Linked DNA regions of Mus musculus: region 2 is linked to region 1. A link is a contact called in public HiChIP or PLAC-seq data. All regions are on one chromosome and are shown on one strand. Each heading gives the region's core, a stretch centred on a gene start, on an enhancer-like site or on the middle of the called end of the contact. The rest is flanking DNA. Distances are from core to core; before and after follow the strand shown. Region 1 overlaps Vps45 (vacuolar protein sorting 45). Region 2 holds the start of Bola1 (bolA-like 1 (E. coli)).

Region 1 (3,420 bases), core at 415-2,914:
AGGGATACATGGTGAGACTCTGTTTCAGTCAGTCAGTCAGTCAGTCAGTCAGTCAGCCAGTCATTCAATCAATCAATCAATCAATAGAAGGAAACTGGAAAGGAATCAGAAATTAGATGGAGAGAATCTGAGCCAGACTATTAGATAGTCTGTATTAGATAAAAAACACTAGAAGGTTGCCTTCAAATAACAAACAATTATAGTGAGAAAAGACCTTTTCTGGATTAGAGGCAGAGTCTCTCTCTATGATGACCAAACTGGCCTGAAACTGGCTGTGTAGACCAGGCTGGCCTCAAACTCACAGAAATCCACCTGCCTCCTGCCACCTGCCTCCACCTGCCTCCTGCCACCTGCCACCTGCCTCCACCTCAGGAGTGCTGGAATTAAAGGCGTGCACCACCACACCCAGCCTCAAAGAACACTTGTCAAAAGTAACAAGTGAAAATAATCTCACTGGCTCTTAAGTGCCGAACAGAAATTATCAGCCAAATTATTTTTATAAGGATTTCCCCTCCCTCCTTCTCTGTTTCTAAAAAAATTCATTTTATTTATTTATTTATTTATTTATTTATTTATTTATTTATTTATTTATTTATTTATTTATTTAATTTAAGATTGGGTCCTCTGGAAGAAGAATAGCAAGTACTCTTAACTGCTAAGCCATCTCTCCAGTCCTCAGCACAGAATTCTGAACTTAGCAGGAGTTTTACACATGTCAAAGTGACTAACAGCGGGAAGAAGGGTGTTCTTTGGTAAAAGTAAAATTGTACCAAAGAGAAGACCAGAATGAAAGAAAGAAACTGGACAGAGAAGACGGACAAGCGGAGGTGATCTATTTGGGAGGGAAAGTTGAGTCAAACTGAGTTTAGTCTCTATGGAGCAGGTGTGGCTCTGTGGGGTGTGGTGTAGTTCTGTGGGGATGGGGTGTAGTTCTATGGGGTGGGGTGTGGTTCTAAGGAGTGGGGTGTAGTTCTATGGGGGTGTAGTATAGTACTGTGGGGATGGGGTATAGTTCTGTGGGGGTGTAGTGTAGTTCAGTGGGGGGGTGTAGTAATATGGGGTGTGGTATAGTTCTAAGGGGTGTATTTTAGTTCTGTAGGGGTGGGGTGTGGTTCTATGGATTGTGGTGTAGTTCTATGGGGTGTGGTGTAGTTCTATGGGGTGTGGTGTAGTTCTATGGGGTATGGTGTAGTTCTGTGGGGGTGGGGGGTGGTTCTATGGGGTGTGGTGTAGTTCTATGGGGGTGTGGTGTAGTTCTATGGCATGGGGTATAGTTCTGTGGGGGTGGGGTGTAGTTCTATGGGTGGTTAGGGATAGAATGCTTGTAGCTCCAGACCTATAAAGTTTAGTCTCTATATCTATTTATTTATTCATTTATCTTCTTTTAAAATCTTTTGTTTTTGATACAAAGTCTTACCCTGTAGCCCTTTTGGTTTGAACTTGGTTGGCTATGAACTCAGACATTTGCCTGCCTCTGCTTCCCAAGTGCTGTGATTAAAAGAATGGACCACCATATCTGGCTAACAAATATCTTTTAAAATTAGATAAAATCAATTTATGGCAACAGAAATCCCATAAGCAGTGATGGCCTAGGGGTGACAAGCAGGCATACAAGGGGCATTTTTGAGGACACTGTTTACAGAGGTGAATCAGTGTGACATTTCACTGAGATGACTCTTCTATATGTAATGGCATGTATGTGGTACTACAGAAAGATGTCTTTGTCTCCATTCTTGGCACAGAGCTCCTAAAACCCTGGCATTTCCTGAGTGCCCTTTGTTTTAATGAAGCTACTCTTGTGGGCTTCAGGATTCAGAAAAGACCAAACCATGGTCAGAGTTTGGAACTTTTAGCCTGTGCCCTAACCTTTGAGAAAAGTGTCTAGAGTCTAAGTCACTAATGGCTAATGATTTATTCAGTCATATCCACATAATGGAACCCCGAGAACGTCATTAAATGAGAAAGTTCAAACATCTCTTTGGCTGGTGTGTGAAGCCTCCTCACTCTGTCCACTAAACCCTGCTCTCTCTGCACTTCCTTCTTGACGTTTCCTGAGTCATGTCCCTCTTAACACATTAGTAAATGTAGATAAAGTGGCTTCCTGGGTTCTGCACATGGTTCTAACATGTTTCCAAACCTAGAGAATGAGTCATGGCAATCCCAACTTGCAGCTGGTAAATCAGAAGGCTGGCATCTGAAGTGGGGCCCTCTAGGGGGGGTCTACCGCTAACTCTAGGTAGACACAGCAGAACCAAGTGAACTGTTTAGCATCCAGACAGACAGCGTCCAGAGAAGCCAAAGCATGGGGTTGAAGTGGTACCAGGCACTTGGTGTCAGGAGGAAAAAAAAAACCTATCTATATAACATCTATAAAAGCTATAAATCTCCATCACACAGTTTAAACCAAAATGAAATTCTGATAGATTGCTAAGATGCAAGTTTAAATATGAGCCCTAAAAGTAATAGTAAAAATGTTAGCATTTATAAGTTTGATTGGGAAAGAACTTTTTCTAAGTATAACATCAAAGGCAGAAATCACTAGTAGCTTAACTAATAAAAAATTGAAAATAATAGCAACAACAATGCAGTTTTTAATACTAGAACATAGAATAATATGTAGCAAAACCTCTGGGGCTGGAGAGACAGCTCAGCGGTTAAGAGCATTTGTCCTTGTAGAGGCCCCAGGTTCGGTCCCCAAAACCCACAGGACAGCTCACAACCACTCTTACGCAGTTCCAGGGGATTTGGAACCTTCCTCTGACTTCTTTGGGCACCAGGTACACACATACTAAGCATATTTAGAAACAAAACATTCATTCACAAAAATTAAATAAATAAATATTAAAGAAGATCAAATAGTAGAAAAATTGTGAAATAGAAGATTCATGGTTAATATTCTTAGTTATACATATAGACATATAAAAACAAGAAAAACAGAAGAATACCTTAATTATAAAGTGGGCAAGGACATTACCCAGCAAGTCACACACACTATAAACTTGTATGTGCTAGCACATTCTGGACACTGGCAAAGGGGCTAATTCACAAGAAGGGTTCAGGGAAGCTGGGGTTAAGCCCAGGCAGCCCTGCTGCTCCAAGGTCTGTCAGCGGACACTGATGATCTACTCAGCACTAACAATCTCTCAGTGCTGGGGCTGGGGGCTCTTCCTTCTCTGTATACTTCCTGAACTAAAAAAATGAAACCCTTTACAAAAGCTGCACGCCACTTCCATAATGAAGGTAAAATTATGTTTATAAATCACAATGGTATGCAATGAAAGAACATGGAAATCCTGTCACGACTCCCAGTTACCCAAAGCCACATATGTCAGCACAGACCCTCGGAGCAGACACTGAATTCAAGTGTCTGACCTGCCTCTTTAGTCTAGGCGGCTCCTTACCCCTCACTGCCACATTAAC
Region 2 (3,420 bases), core at 329-2,828, 180 kb after region 1:
TTTCTCTTTTTTCTTTTCTGCTCCTAATGCTGGAATTAAAGGTGTGTGTAATTATTAAAGGTGTATTATATGTAAGTACATGGTAGCTGTCTTCTGACACTCCAGAAGGGGGCGCCACATCTCATCACGGATTGTTGTGAGCCACCATATGATTGCTGGGAACTGAACTCAGGACTTTCGGAAGAGCAGTCAGTACTCTTAACCACTGAGCCATCTCCATTCCCCAAACCTAGCCAATGTTTATTTCGGTTCTTTTCCTGCTTCAAATGCAGGAATTCCCTCTTTTCCGGGTTAATTTTGGTATCCTTGCAAAACCCAGATAGTTCACTTCCTCACAAATCCCTTCTCTAGCCTACAGGTAATTTTCTTCTCATAAGAACGTCTGTAGGGACCTAACAGCTGTGTAAACCTGATGGCCTCTCTGAGTTCAATTCCAGAACCATGCAACTGGGGGAGGAGTAACTCCGAAAATTACTCTCTGACACCCAAGTGCGCAGTGGTGTTATGCAACCTCCCCCAGCCCCCATATGCACTAATGATGTGTAGCTCCAATTTAACAGGTATTAAGAGCACCGTTTGACCTCATGCACCAGCTTCTCTTTTATTATCATGGCCCTTTCCGATTCATCAGGACCTTTCTCTAGTCTAGCCCAGGCAAGGGCAAGAGGGAGGGAGTGGCTGCTCTCTCCCTGGGCTAGCTTAGCTTTCACCAGAGGTGTCTTTGCCTCTGCATGGTGTTCATTAGCAGAAAAGGCAGAGCTCCTGGTCCGTACAAATCAAGGAATAAGGTAGTAGTGATGTAGTAGTTTATTCTCAGTCGACCCATTCGGATCGTTCTCCCAATCCAGGTATTTATTAAGAGGTCCCTCGAGTTTTCTTGCTCCCACCTAGGCAGGGGGGACTAATGTCCAACTGTGGGTTTTCTCTCCACTGGGCGGGGGTCTTCGCCTGGATGGCCAGGGCATGTACCGGTCCAGCCAGCTCCTCCGACAGTGCCTCGTGGACCAACCGGTGCCGTTGCAAGGGGCTCATCCCCTCGAAACGAGAGCTCACCACCGCCACGCGAAAATGCGTCTCGCTGCCTGCTGGGACTGCGTGGCCACCGCTCTCGTTGCGCAGCTCCAGTACCTCGGGGCTCAGGGCTTGCTCCAATTTGGCGCGAATAGCGGCTTCCACTGGTCCTGCAGCCGCAGATCCCGCGCTGCCCCGCGATACACACGAGCGCGTGGCCATGGAGACCATGCACTGGGCCGATCGCGCACTTAGCATTCGCTGCGGAGAAACGAAGGACACGGGACTGAGTCCACACACCCTGCCCACGCACCCCAGACAAGCACACCCTGGAACCGCCTCTACTCTGCGTGGCGGGTTAACGCGGCTTCTACGCCGGTAGCGGAGAGACAAAGGCGATTGAGCGGCCAGAGCGCTAGGCACTAAGGGCACTGGGAAAGCATGGCTGGGAGCTGAAAAATGGAAAATGTACAACTTGGTCCTTTTGGCTGAGTCAGAGCCCTATCGTCTCTCCGAACCCTAGGGTGGTACCTTTGTACTTGCTGCGCAGCCTGCTGTACCACCGCTTGATCTAACAACCGAATTTCCGGTCGGACCACGCAAACGCCGCGTCAGGAGGCTCGCTAGGAAACGCAGTCCGGTTGCGTCTGGCAGGCGTTACCCAGTACCCAGAGGTTTTATGGGAATTGTAGTCCCTGCTTCTCCCGACCGGTAAAATCCTGCAAAGTCGGGAAATTAGAGCAATAAAAACAAAAGTGTTTCCTGTAAATTTAAGATGGTTGCACCAGATTTGTAGCTTCTTGATCTATAACCCAAATAGCTTAAGTCATTTGTATGTAATTAATAAAAAAAGAAGTCTCATGTAGCCCAGGTTGGCCTTTACCACTCTAGAAATGTCCATTATTTCCTGATCCTCCTGCCTCTACCTCCTACCTGCTGGGATTACTGTCCTGGGTTATTGATAGAGTGCTTCCATAGCAAAAACAGATTCTTATGAGATTACAGCGGACCTTGCTCAATTCAGAGGGGAATGTCTGCTGGGACAGTTTTCTTCCCAAGATAATCTGTCCTGCCCCAAACAGAGAATTCCAGTGAGAAGGAAAATGAAGATCGTCACACAGTTCCCTAAGAGCTGCACTAACTTGCCTTGCCCCCGCGCGCTTCTGTGTAGGACCCCAGCTTTGTTCCTTTCGGAGATTCCTTTGTTCCTGAGAGAGATAGAATAAAGACAGCCCTGCTCTCAGAGTTTACAAAGCACTAGAGAAATAGTCATAATGTTCATTGTGATACCGTGTGTCAAGTGTGTGGTGGAAATACACACAGTTTACTGTAAGCATATTACCTACACGTGAGGACCAAAGAAATGACAAGAGACTTCTTAGAGCAGTGTAGGAGAAACAAGAAGACCACTTTCTCACCTCATTTGGTCAGGATGTGGTAACTGAATGAAATCAGCACATGACTGCAGTCTCCCCTCCCCTAGCCTGAAACCTGCTTGCTCAGGGGTGGAGCTTCCTGCTCATTCGTTCTGCCACGCCCACTGCTGGAACCTGCGGAGCCACACACGTGCACCTTTCTACTGGACCAGAGATTATTCCGCGGGAATCGGGTCCCCTCCCCCTTCCTTCATAACTAGTGTCGCAACAATAAAATTTGAGCCTTGATCAGAGTAACTGTCTTGGCTACATTCTTTTCTCTCGCCACCTAGCCCCTCTTCTCTTCCAGGTTTCCAAAATGCCTTTCCAGGCTAGAACCCAGGTTGTGGTCTGCTGGCCGGACACAACACATGACCACTCCAAGGAATGGCTGAGGCAGTTCCTACTCTGTGTGTGAGGGAGAACACAGCCAGAGGCATCTGGAAGGGTCTAGTGCAGGAAGAAAATAGAGCAAGCTAAACAGCAGACTGAACAGGGCTATGAAGGGAGAGGAGGGGAGGGAGAGTGAGAGATGGAGAGAGAGAGAGAGAGAGAGAGAGAGAGAGAGAGAGAGAGAGAGAGAGAGAGAGAGAGAGAGAGAGAGAGAGAACCAGAGCCAGAGCCAGAGTCAAGAGAACCAAGAAAGCTCATGGCCAAAATGGCTGGGTTATATAGTATAGGAGTCAGAAGCTGGAGAAGGGAAGGGAAGCCCTGAGCTGGAGCAGTTTGGAGATAGGGTGAAAAGAGCTAAGGAAAGCCATAGATAACGAGTTCTGCTGCCAGCGTGTACTTTGGTGTAATAGAAACCATAGTTACCTATTTGTCCCTGGCTTCTTTGGGACCCAACAGCAGCCTTGTCTTTGGGCTGTCCTGAAACTCATAATGTATACTAGGCTGGCCTCAGACTCTGTAGATCAGACTGGCCTTGTTTGAACCCAAAGATCCACTTGCCTCAGCTTCCCAAGAGCTGGGATTAATGGTGTGTGCCACTACT

What was found. HiChIP or PLAC-seq counts read pairs in DNA pulled down with a chosen protein or histone mark.
Region 2: a contact with region 1 is called in a FOXA1 HiChIP or PLAC-seq map of pancreatic cancer cells. The contact joins the promoter of Bola1 here to the enhancer-like site in region 1. A contact is called at or near these places in 1 of 39 promoter capture datasets (the C10 cell line), 2 of 115 datasets of contacts at active chromatin or transcription factors (bone marrow-derived macrophages and pancreatic cancer cells) and 2 of 9 other capture datasets (liver and pancreatic islet).

The regions. Positions count from the first base shown.
Region 1 is chr3:96,015,522-96,018,941 of GRCm38.p6, forward strand. All of the region lies in intron 14 of Vps45 (vacuolar protein sorting 45), which reads right to left. Among named protein-coding and RNA genes, the nearest start is that of Plekho1, 21 kb to the left of the region's middle. Within about 2 kb of position 1,665, at least 41 of the 459 cell types and tissues checked have an H3K27ac peak or open chromatin away from gene starts, as enhancers often do. A contact at or near this core is called in bone marrow-derived macrophages and pancreatic cancer cells, where this site is marked.
Region 2 is chr3:96,196,008-96,199,427 of GRCm38.p6, forward strand. Bola1 (bolA-like 1 (E. coli)) reads right to left here and starts at 1,579. Exons shown (of 2, transcript NM_026975.2): 1 at 1,543-1,579; 2 at 581-1,272. The coding sequence starts at 1,269. The coding sequence ends at 856.